2 separate regions of the Sorghum bicolor genome follow, and region 2 is linked to region 1. The links are chromatin contacts, called in public HiCAR-type maps. All regions are on one chromosome and are shown on one strand. The core of a region is the stretch at or near the end of the contact, and the rest is flanking DNA. Distances in the headings are between cores, read along the strand shown.

What was found. HiCAR-type assays count read pairs that join an accessible place to other places.
Region 2: a contact with region 1 is called in a HiCAR-type map of leaf, with 10 times the contacts expected there. The contact joins the promoter of LOC8070601 here to the promoter of LOC8070589 in region 1. A contact is called at or near these places in 1 of 4 Hi-C or Micro-C datasets (leaf mesophyll) and 1 of 1 datasets of contacts at active chromatin or transcription factors (leaf).

What each region holds. Positions count from the first base shown.
Region 1 is chr4:55,081,126-55,086,959 of Sorghum_bicolor_NCBIv3, reverse strand. It overlaps LOC8070589 (protein NBR1 homolog), which reads left to right and starts at 3,577. Exons shown (of 7, transcript XM_002454062.2): 1 at 3,577-3,877. The coding sequence starts at 3,797. It overlaps LOC8070591 (serine/threonine-protein kinase HT1), which reads right to left and starts at 868. Exons shown (of 13, transcript XM_002452332.2): 1 at 854-868.
Region 2 is chr4:55,295,794-55,301,627 of Sorghum_bicolor_NCBIv3, reverse strand. LOC8070601 (BTB/POZ domain-containing protein At1g67900) reads right to left here and starts at 2,095. Exons shown (of 4, transcript XM_002452342.2): 1 at 1,850-2,095; 2 at 1,673-1,742; 3 at 225-1,466; 4 at 1-42. The coding sequence starts at 1,908.

The DNA of each region.
Region 1 (5,834 bases), core at 2,328-4,827:
TGCTTCAGCCCAACACACCGAATGACCAAAGATGTCACTTTACAAACTCTGGCCAATACTCAACATAGTCGGCTTATAATACTCTTCTTATTGGGGTAGACTCTTTTGAGCCATGGGAACTTATTTGGAGGACTTGGGCTCCTAGGAGGTGCCAATTCTTCGTTTGGTTGTTTCCAGATAGGTGCTGGACAACCGATTGGTTGGCCCACTGGGGTTTGCCTCACCCCGAGCGTTGTCCTCTGTATGAGCAAGAGCCTGAGACAATCCATAAATATCCTATCAGGTTGCTTCTTCTCCAGGTAAGTGTGATCACTCCTATTCTGTCGTTATGGTTTGCTGGATTTCACCTATCCTGGTAGACAAGGAGTTCTATGGCTGGTGGTTGACGAGTGTTGCCTTGGTGTCCAGGGACATAAAAGGAGGTCTCAACACTTTGCTAACCTTGGGGGCATGGACTTTGTGGAAGCATGACAGCGACTGTGTGTTCAACAGACTATCCCTAGCATTCAGCTTATTCTTAATAGATTTTGGAGGAGGCACACCTCTCAGGCACTACCACACTAGAGATTAGCCATTTGGAGGCTGATGCCAGATAATTGACTGGCCCATTTAGTGTTTGGCTGGGTCGTTTGTTTATTCTTTCAAAGGCACATATTGTATTGTTTCCCTAGCTGAGGGGTGGTATGTGTGTCTGTGTGGGGTGTGAGTGCGTTGTATACTATTTTTCTTCTTAATGCAATGATACACAACTCCTGCATATTCGAGAAAAAAAATGTGATGGCAGGATGGAATCTTTCTTTTAGTATTAGCAGATACTGGTATTAAAGCAGGAAAGAATAAAATAATAACATACCACATCAAAAAGATTAGGGTCATTTTTGAAGTAGTCAAACGCATCCTCTCCACTGAGAAAGATAAAGAATATATATGTGTGTGAAAATGTGAATGAAACATAAAAAAGTGGATTCCAAGGTCTAACAGACCTTTTAGTAATTCAGTACAGTATGCTTTATAATAATATTGATAAGGCAACCAGCATATAAAGTCTTATGGGGAAATTGTTAGCATTAGCAAATCACAGAAAGTAGGAGGTAATGATACACCATATCACTATCATGAACTATCAGTATTTGTAGAGAGAATAGGAGCTAACGAGACAACCATGTATGTATAGTCTAACGAATTAACAATGGTCATATGCAATCACAGAAAGTATAGCATCCAGTCCGGTCAACAGAAAAACAAACCAAAAAGAAGTGTGATGTGTAGAATGCGAACCTGCAAGTGTATAGCTTCTCGTTTAACATTCTGAAATGGCCACCAGATAACCTTGCACGCATCTAAGATGTCACCAATCAACAAACAGATTAGTTAGTTCAAAGAAAACAATGAAAGTATGAAACAGGGATAAACCCCATAATGAAACCATATAGATGCAAGTGAGGTTTAAGTGTTTAACAACTCCTGCCATCAAGAATTCACAGTTTGCTAAATTTATCAAGTAGAACCAAATGAACACCAACTGAGAATTTTTTGTGCGAAATGCAGCAATGTACAGAGCATGGGGGCTTTCTTTCATTTAGCTTTGTTTTCTTTTTCTCTGCAGCTTGTTATAATCAGAGATGCAAAAGGACTACCAGCACAATATCACAGAACTGGCCGTCATATACTATATAAAAACACTAATACATTAATCATCACATAAAACACACTTGTTAACACTGACGTCACATACATAGATTCTAAGGAGCCGAGCTACTGATATTGTTTGCAACCCAAACCCGCTACTGCACCACTGAACAGTCCCTCCAACCCAGACATCCGGGTCAGATAGATTACCTTCTCGAGTAGGCTCGAGGTGTTGCCTCTCTTCGGCATGGCGGCGGCCTGGCCAGCGACGTCCTTGCGCCGCCGCTTGACTGGTGGGGACGCCGGCGTTGCGGGCGCAGCCGCTGGAGGAAGCCCCTTCTGGGAGGAAATCCTTTTGCGATTCCGGACGCCTCCTCGCCGGCGCGCCGTCCGACTCTTGCGGTGGATCCATGGGAGCGGGTCAGCGGGAGGTGGCTGCGCCGAGCCGCGAGGGCTTCGGAGTCGGAGTTCCGAGCTCCACGTTTTCGGTGGGGCTGAAATTTTTTCGAGGGGATTTCGGCGGGGCTGATGCTGCTGATGATACTGGGCCGGATCACCTTTGGGCCTGTCAGCTGTTCTATTTTGCAGCTGCTTGGGCTGCAAATAGCACATGCGATCGGGGCCTTTGGGCCTAATGCCGTTCCATTGGTGGGCCGTTTAAATGTACCTTTATTAATTTTTGCAAAAAAAAACTCTAACCAGTATGATTGTATGAATATTCACACCAACAAATGATATGTTGCTCAAAAAAAATCAGCAAATGATATTCACATTGCATCGGGCCTAGCCGTGCGCTTTCATCGCTGCTGTCCACGACGGCGACCTGGAGGCGTGGTCAATTGCTTAGGGCCTGTTTAGATTGGGGATGAAAATTTTTTGGGTGTCACATCGGATGTGTCGGAAGGATGTCGGGAGGAGTTTTTAGAAACTAATAAAAAAACAAATTACATAGCTCGTCAGGAAACTGCAAGACAAATTTATTAAGCATAATTAATCTGTCATTAGCATATGTGGGTTACTGTAGCACTTAAGGCTAATCATGGAGTAACTAGGCTTAAAAGATTCGTCTCGTGATTCTCAACTAAACTGTGTAATTAGTTTATTTTTTTATCTACGTTTAATGTTACATGCATGTGTCCAAAGATTCGATGGGATGGATGAAAAATTTTTTGGCGGGGAACTAAACAGGGCCTTAGCCCAAGCATCCCAGCAGCTCGCCGTGCCCTTGCACGCCAAGAAAAGGCTCTTGACACTGACACGCATCGTCCAGTCACGCCAAATAATAAATGAGGCCTCGTTTAATTACACCAAAAGTTTAAAAAATCTTCAAAATTTCTTATTATATCGATGTGATATATATAGAGTATTAAATATAGATAAAAAATAATTAATTATATTACTTGCCTATAATTTATGAGACATTTTTTAAAATTTAATTACGTATAATTAGATAATAATAATTATTAAATATAAATGAAAATGCTATGGTGAAAAAAAAAGGTCGGCGTGAGCCTCTTCTCTCCTCACCGTCTCGGCGACAAACTACCAACCGATACAGGTGACAAAAAAAATCAAGGGGCCCACTCACCAGTGGGTCGTAGGCAACGCACGCGGTCCAGCGGGCGAGGAGATCCTGACTTGCGCCCAAAGAAGATGCAGGATCCTGGAATTACCGGAAGTTTTCTATTCCACGACCTTATCCACATACATGTACCATCACTGACACCGAGCCCCACATGCGGGTCCCGCCAAGACAAGCGGGCTGAATAGGACCCCCAGCAGATTCGAAATTCACGGGCAGGCCCCTGGACCCCGGGAAAGCGAGCGGTGGTTCCGTCACTGACGTGCGGGGCCCTGCGCAAGCCGCACCGCCTAGAGAGCTAGAGGGTATCTCTTCGCGTGGAAGCAAACGAGGCGTGATAAAGAGGGGCTCCGGTGTCCCGGCGTTGCCCGCATCGACACTCGACACGCACCGCCCCCGCCACCACCACAAGCTGCGGCTCACGGCTACGCAGCCCGCTCTCCCGCGACTCCCCCGTCCCCTCCTCCTCCTCTCCTTCCTACTAGCACCTAGAGTTTCGCCCGAATCGATCGCCGACTGACTCCGCTAGGGTTCGGCCCGATCGCCACTTCGTCCTCCCGGCTCCCGCGGGGACCCGTCGCCGCGATGTCTGACCGGAGCTCGTCGGCTGGGCCGACGTTTTTCCCCTTTGGCCCGCAGGCCGAGGCGTGGGACGTCACCTTCAAGGTGAGGCATCCGACCGACCGAAAAAACTTGTGTTTCGTACTTTGTTCCTCTGTGATATGTGGACGGTATTCGGTAGTGGCGCGAGGTGCGGGAAACCGCCTTAGTTGTAGTTTGTAGGGTTTGATCGATTTGGGGAGGCCGGGGGGTTGGGGTTTCTGTGTTGAATCGTCAATCAGTCGTAGGAGTAGTGCGGATTCAGGGTTTGATCGACGGGAAGAGGGGTTGTCAGTACTCTTGGTGTGGTTATAGGGTGGTTCTAGGGTTTTACGACTTGGGTTTTGGATTTGTTTGTTTGTGTAGGTTCTTCTCTTCTCGGGGAGTAAATTTAGGAGGGACCATGATGAACACGTATTTTGGTCTGTGGTGGTGTGAAATCATGATGGATATCGGATCTTTTTCTGTCGCATTATTATATTATATAGTAAAAAAATCGTGAGGATGCACCTATATCTATTTATTTTTAACCCTTATTAGGGTATTCTCGGTACGAAGTGATCTTTGAATCACACTATCAGACTGTTGTAGATGAGATCCCTTCTTTTGGGCTTTTAAAATAGCAAGAAAAAGAAATCTTTTGGGCAAGTTAAAGCCGTGTATTATTCAGAACGAGATCTGTTTATCCTTTCTGATAAGATTGATGTTCTGGTCCAGAACATGGTTGTGTAGATCTTCTAATTTATAGTGTGTTTGCAGTAATGTTTGTGTAGTTTCTCTGTGTGCATTTTCATGAGAAATGAAGGGGATCCTAAGGTTTGTTATTACCAACAAGTAACATTTGTAGCACTTGCTTCTATCCTTCCGTTTGAGCATAGATTTCGGTCATGTAATTGTTTCATCAAAATAATAAGGTTGAATAGCATTGCACACTACTTCCCAGCCCTATGCATGCTAGTTGAACACTGTTGGTCAATATATTTGCTGGTGCCCGTGTGATTGTGTTGACTATTGTGCCTCATATGTCATATTAAGTTTTAATATCCTTCATTAGACAAATTTATTTCATTTGTATGATTCCATCATTTAATGGCTTGTTTGGAACTTTGGATGCACATGTATTTACCTCAATACACATATGTTGGAGTGGATTGGGGTGGAACTTAATTTCCAATACACATAGATTGAGTGCATCCAAACAAGGCCTAAGCTCGCTAGACAGTCCTTCCTTTGCATACCCCTCTATGGTCAAGCCTACAGCCCTACAGTTTTACTCCTTCTGTCCCAACTTATAAGGTGTTTTGTCTTTTCTGGATACATTGTTTTTACTATGATATATCTAGACATATTATATATCTAAGTATACATAACAAAAGCATAAATCTAGAAAAGCTAAGACATCTTATAATTTGGAATGGAGGGTGTATATGTTTATCTAGATTGTTCTTACGTATTGTTCTTTTTATGTTTTTCAAAACATGGTCGGTTAGAGTTTTTTTGTTCCTACATGTACCCTGACTTATAATTTGTAGAACTTGCTTCTTTTCTTCTGTTTATATGAGGTTTCGGTCATGTAATTGTTTCAAAATAATAAGGTTGAATAACATTTCACACTACTTCCCAGCCCTACACATGTTTGTTAAACACTGTTGGTCGATAAATTTGCTGGTGTCCGTGTGATTGTGTTGACTACCGTGCATCATACGTTATAGTAAGTTGCCCTTCAGTTAGATGAATTTGTTTCATTTGTATGATTCCACCATTTAAGGGCTTGTTTGGAACTTTGGATTCACATGTGTGTTGGAGAAATTAAACTAAGGGGCTGTTTGGATACCAGAATCAGATCAGTTTCTCTAGAATTGGTTGAAACACAGAAGGGTATGGAAAGGAAGGACAGTTTAGTGAAAAGCAAAACGTCTGGATACATTGTTTCTGGTGCATAGCAAAAGCTATGTATCTAGAAAAGCCAAGACGTCTTATAATTTCAAATAGAGGGAGTGTATGTTTACCTAGGCTGTTCTTA
Region 2 (5,834 bases), core at 846-3,345, 220 kb before region 1:
GCACAGCCGCTTTCTCCCGCTTTTGCTCATCTCCGGATGCGCCTGATAAATAAAATTAACCGAAAGACAAAGATTAATACAGCAAGATCAATGCAAACATGCAATGTTTGACCACAGAAGATTATCTTGTCACATATAATCCAAAGTTCAGATTTTTTTTTGTATGTAACCAACCATGGATGGAAATGGAGAGGAGTAATAAAACAGAAAAGAAAATGGGATACCTTGAGGTATGTGTCGACGACTTTGTACACGCCATCGTGCTCCGGCCGTGCGCTGTCTGGCACGGCCTCGGCAATGGCGAGCAGCTTGTCCAGCGGCATGTTGGGGTCCTTGGCCACCTCAATCAAGAACCCGTCCACCAACTTGCCCACCTGCACCAGAGCGCCCTGCGACACGGGTGCGGCTGACAAGGAGCGTCGCGTGCCGTCGAAGCTCACGCTCTCCGCCGAGCGTGACCGCCGGTGCCCGCCCGAGTGCGCCGAGCTGTCGTCGTCGGGGCTCCCGGACAGAGCCAGCGCCGCCGGCGGCGCCGGCGGGACCGCCGCGCACCGCAGCGCGAACTCGTCGAGGATGGCCGACACGGCGTCCACGTCGTACAGCGTCTCGCTGACGCAGGACAGCGACGGGACCAGCAGGTCGGCGACGCTGGCCTCCTCCAGCTGCCACGCCACCCTCCTGACCAGCTCCAACTTGGACGCCGGGGACGCGCTCAGGATGTTGGCGGCCTTGAGGAGCTTGAGCAAGAAGCCGCAGGAGACGGCGTCCCTCTCCGCCGGGAGCAGGCTCACGATCTTCTCGAGCAGGAGGCGGTGCCTCGTGGTGACCTGCTTCACGTCCGTCGCACTGCCTGCGTCGTGGTCGTCGAACGGCTGGTCCGCCGAGAGCGAGAGCCCGTCCTTGGCGACGTTGGGCAGCCACCGCCGCGCGTACGCCTTGAGCGCGTCGCCGACGGTCTTCTCGTGTACGGCGCCCGTGGCCTTGACGGCGACCATGATCCGCCAGAAGAGGTCGACGCCCAGCTCAGCGATGTCGTGCGCCCACCACGGCGACGCCGACGTCGACGACTTAGCCGGCAAGGCCGTGTCCGGGCTGACGATGAGCGCGGCCACGGCGTCGACGCAGCGGGACGTGAGGCCCAGGTCCTCGCAGAGCGGCGCGTAGTGGCGCGTGGAGTGGAGCACGCCCAGCGCGTCCTTCCACCGGCGGAGGAGGCACGACGCGAGGAACGCGTCCAGCTTGGCGGCCAGGTTGCCCCTGTCGGCGGCCTCGGACATCCCGAGGTGCGCCGCCGCGCACCGGAGCGGGACGAGGTTGCGCGCGCTCACCGTGATGGTGATCCCGTAGCAGTACTTGGCGCACGCCTCGAACGCCTCCGCGCCGCCCGGGAATCCCGGGAGCTCGACGACGTCGCCGGCGTCGGCGCACAGCGCTTGCAGGAGCATGCATTTCGAGAGCAGAGGGAACTGCGGCATTCAGAAACAGGACAATGCCAAGAAACAACGAATCTTAATTAGACTTGGAAACCAAGATCGGGGAACTTCATCAGAAACAAAATGACAACAGGCGGTCATCCCATCAGGGAATTTCCCATTTCCCAGACGGAATCATGCTTATAATGAAAACTGAATAATAAAGGGTGGAAATAATCTGTGATTCTTGAGTGAATTACCTTGTGTAGATGATAGATGCAGTTATCGACGAGGATCTGCAGGTCCGTGGCCACCTCCGTGCAGACAGACCTGGACGACGCACGAACGCACAAGGACACCACACAATCAGAACACCACGAACGCACGCACGCAGAACCTGATGGAATGGAAGCGAGATCAGAACAATCACACAGCACCTCACGGAGTCGGCGGTGAAGAAGGTGTCCGGCCGGGTGCCGAGTTTCATAAACTTCATCGTGGCCAGGCCAACCCAAGCTCCCCTTTGTCTCGGTGACCCTGCTAAAACGGGAGTCTGAACCTTTCAGTGGACAAGGAAGAAGAGGGGGTTGGGTTGGTCACAAACACTTTGGCCGCCTAACTTCGTGTAGAGCCCTTGGAAATGGCCCTTTGGTGTGGTGGCTCGCTCTACTTATACCATGGCGAGGTGGTTGGGGCCTTTGAGGGAGGAGAGAGGAGGAGTAGAGGCCAAACAAGGGATGCAACAGTTGCGATATTTTAAGATGCTGCTAATTCCTCAGTTAATATCTTAATCTGAGGTGTCTTCAGATTTTGATCAGGAGTTTGCTGGGGAATATGCGCCGCAACTGCAATGGTCTTACCGTCTTAGTGCTCTCGAGGTCTCTACGAAAATGAAGTAGCTTTTCACTAGGCCTTGTTTAGTTGCAAAATATTTTGCAAAATATGAATAATATCAATTTCGTTTGTATTGGATAAATATTGTCTAATCATGGACTAACTAGACTCAAAAGATCCGTCTCGTCAATTTCGACCAAACTGTGTAATTAGTTTTTATTTTCGTCTATATTTAATACTTCATATATACGTCTAAAGATTCGAGGTGACGGAGAACCTGAAAAATTCCGCAAATTTTTTTGGGAACTAAACAAGATCTATGTTCATTTGAGCTTATCAGTCAAAATCAGTCCACATGAAACAATTTTTTTTCACAACAAAACAGTATTAGCATTAGCTAAAAAAACAGCCAGCCGAACATGAATCAAAGAAGGCTTGGCTGATGCATCATCGGCCTTGAATTGGGATTAGGAATGGACTTGGTGGACATGTGAAAGAGGGACCCGAGTGGCCGTGCAAAGGTCACGATTGCGCTCGATCGGCTCAGAAATGGTAGGATCTTGCAGGGTTTGTGCTGGGGATCGGATGAGCAGGATGGGCTCCGTTTTGCAGGGCCGGGCTGGCACTGGCAACACCGTACCAGAAACCAGTTCTTGCATGTTCTTTGTCGTAGCGTAGTACAATGATGAGCTGATTTACTTATTTCACACTCCTTATATTGTCCACCTTCACTCTAGAGTTTACTGAACAAAAGTTGCAGGCAGGAGTAGGAATTTCAGCTCCACGGTTAGACTAATCGGGGATTCTCTTTATATCGATTACCCCTAGTGGTAGTAGCCTAATCGATTTCATTAGCGTTTTCGGCGTCTTTTCGATTTGTTAGAGGCTAAGGTACTAGGCGGGTGGGCAGTGTACTTGCTTTGTTAAATGGAGTGGTCGAGTGGATCGCCTTTGAACAACTTTTCCTCTCCGCCAATAAATTAAAGACGCAAACGGTGCGTGGTCCGGAGGAAGGAAAACTATTTTGTCAGTAAAAAAAAGGAATTAATCATGTTCGTTTGGCTCAAAAGTTACGATAGCTGTTCGCTGATTCATTTCGAGAGAAAAACACCATTGAATCACAGATAAATTTGACTCATAAGCTCAAATAAATAGGATGCTTATAGGACTACAAATATTATCACTCTTTTTTCGTTTTATATTTAAAATACAAGCTTCAGTTTTTATATATTAGCTCATTTAGAACCGGTGAACTTTTATATTAGCACATTCAAAAAAAATATTAAAACACACGATCTTTTAAAAAGGAAACTATTCCGATTTTTATTTTAATTTCTCGTCGTATTGCCTGAATACGTATCGATGTTTGCCCTTTCTGCCTTTGGCTTACAAAAAGAGAATTTAGCATAAATATTCCTCTCAGCTTCCAGCGCACAAACTTGAGCTAATAAGATAGGTGACCAGCAGGCTTGCAGCTTCTTGGCCAAAATAAAAGTGTATGCATACAATCATGATTATTCTGCATTGTTAACTTCTCCTCATGCATCAGGCTCTCTCTTGTCTCTTGCTACCACTACCATCAATGTATCGGATCAAGAGCCCGCGGCCACTTGGTACTTGCCTCTTTTTAACAGGGGTGTGACCAGAAGATCCGGCCATTTCAGGAATAAAATCGGAGCTCACACTCCCATGTCCGACGTGGCGAGGATCGGAGCTGACCCGGACCTGAGATCTGCTGCCACTGCCAGTCATCCTAGCCCCTAGGGTTTGACCTGGCCGTTCAAGGGCTCAGACTATGCACGACAACATGTTTTGCCGGACCAACTCATCGGTGAACGAGACGAGCGCCACTGCCATGGCGTGCTCCGGTTCACCTTGTCTGCAATGCGGTGAACAGGCTCATGGAAGATCTGTTCAGAATGGAAAATGCAACTGCTGCTGGCAGACAGTATAGTACTACTTCAGTGGCTTTATAAACTAGTACCTACCTGAAGCTTCTCATTGCTGTTAAACTATATATAGTTAGTATACTAACTGTTGAACTGAGGATCTCTATGGGCTACGGATTTTTTTTAAAGTTTGACTAACTTTATAGAAAAGAGTAACAACATCTATAATATAAAATACACATTATATGAAAATATATTCTATGATGAATCTAATAATACTAATTTGATACTATAAATCTTAGCATTTTTTTCTAGAAATTTGGTCAAAGTTTAAAAAGTTTGACTTAGGACAACTCTAGAAATTGACTCTTTCGTGGACGGAGGGAGTAGTTAATGAGAGGGTAGGGTGCCATTAGCGTAGCACCTGTAATGATGCCTACCAGCCCATCCAAGTGGCCATCATTGCAGGGTGGCACGTAGTAGTCCCTAGGCTCCTCCTTTCGCTGCTGCTTTTCCGTTTCTTCTTGGTTCCAGCTTTCGATCTGTAATCCCGGCCCCGATTCTGAATTTTTCATCCTCCAAAATATAGGTCCCCCCACACCCACATAGGGTCCAATTCTATTTATTAAGAGCAAGTATTATAATACAGTCAGCTGCTGGCTGTAAGATTTTTTTTACAACCTTTTTACAGCCCACTCATATAATAGTTAGCTCATCATTATTAATACTTGACCCACTTGGCTGTCTCATAGATTTTCTTGGTTTTTGTGTCTGAGCTGGCTGTAAGCTTACAACCCGCTTTTATTCTCTCTTCTTCTCTTTCCTTCACCTCAGCATTTAGCTGGCTTACAGCCTACTACAATACTTGCTCTAATACGTGCTCTAATACGGCCAGATGGGGGCCATCGTTGTGCCCGGCGATTTCGCTTCCCTCTCCCTTCTCATGAAGAAATGTGTCGAAAGCTTCCACGTGCTGTATTTGAAAAGCTTTGCTTGCCTGATCCAGAGCCCACTGGCGTATGTTATGGAGTTAGCAGACTGCTTATGGAGTGTTTGGTACATCATGGGTCTATTCCTCATGCTAGCACTAATTATTAGCTTATGCGGAATGAGATGATGATGAATTAACTTATTCTATTACACACACAAAAAAAAACACTAGAGTGAAATATTAATGGACCACTTCATTCCATGGACCAAACACCTCGCTGCTGGATGAAATAGCGGAGAATGTACTGGTCAAAGTTTGATGGACATATTGATTTTTTTTTATTCAGGAGATGGCTTGGAATATTGTATTGAGCAAAAGAACCCATTGGTTTTTCGGAGGCAAGAAATTTGTGGGTTACTAATCTTTTATTTGAGATAGACATAGGTTACTTTTTTTATTCAAATATAGTTTACTAAATTTTGGTTGAAAAGGAAATTGTGAGGGGAATGTTTTGGGTTCAAATATCCATGCAACGACGTTGAGGGAGATCTGTGGCCCAACCGTGCTGTTAACTTCCGGCCCATGATAGTCCAAAACTCTGGTTGAAAAGGCTGCGGACGAACGAACGAAACCCTCGACGCACATGTGGGCCTGTCTCCACCGAAAATGGAGGTCCTCTGTCGGACGGCAGCCCGGAGAGGTTGCAGTTGTAGACAAGCAGCTGAGATTTAGCTAATTCTTTGGACTTGCTCAAAAAAAAAAAAAGCT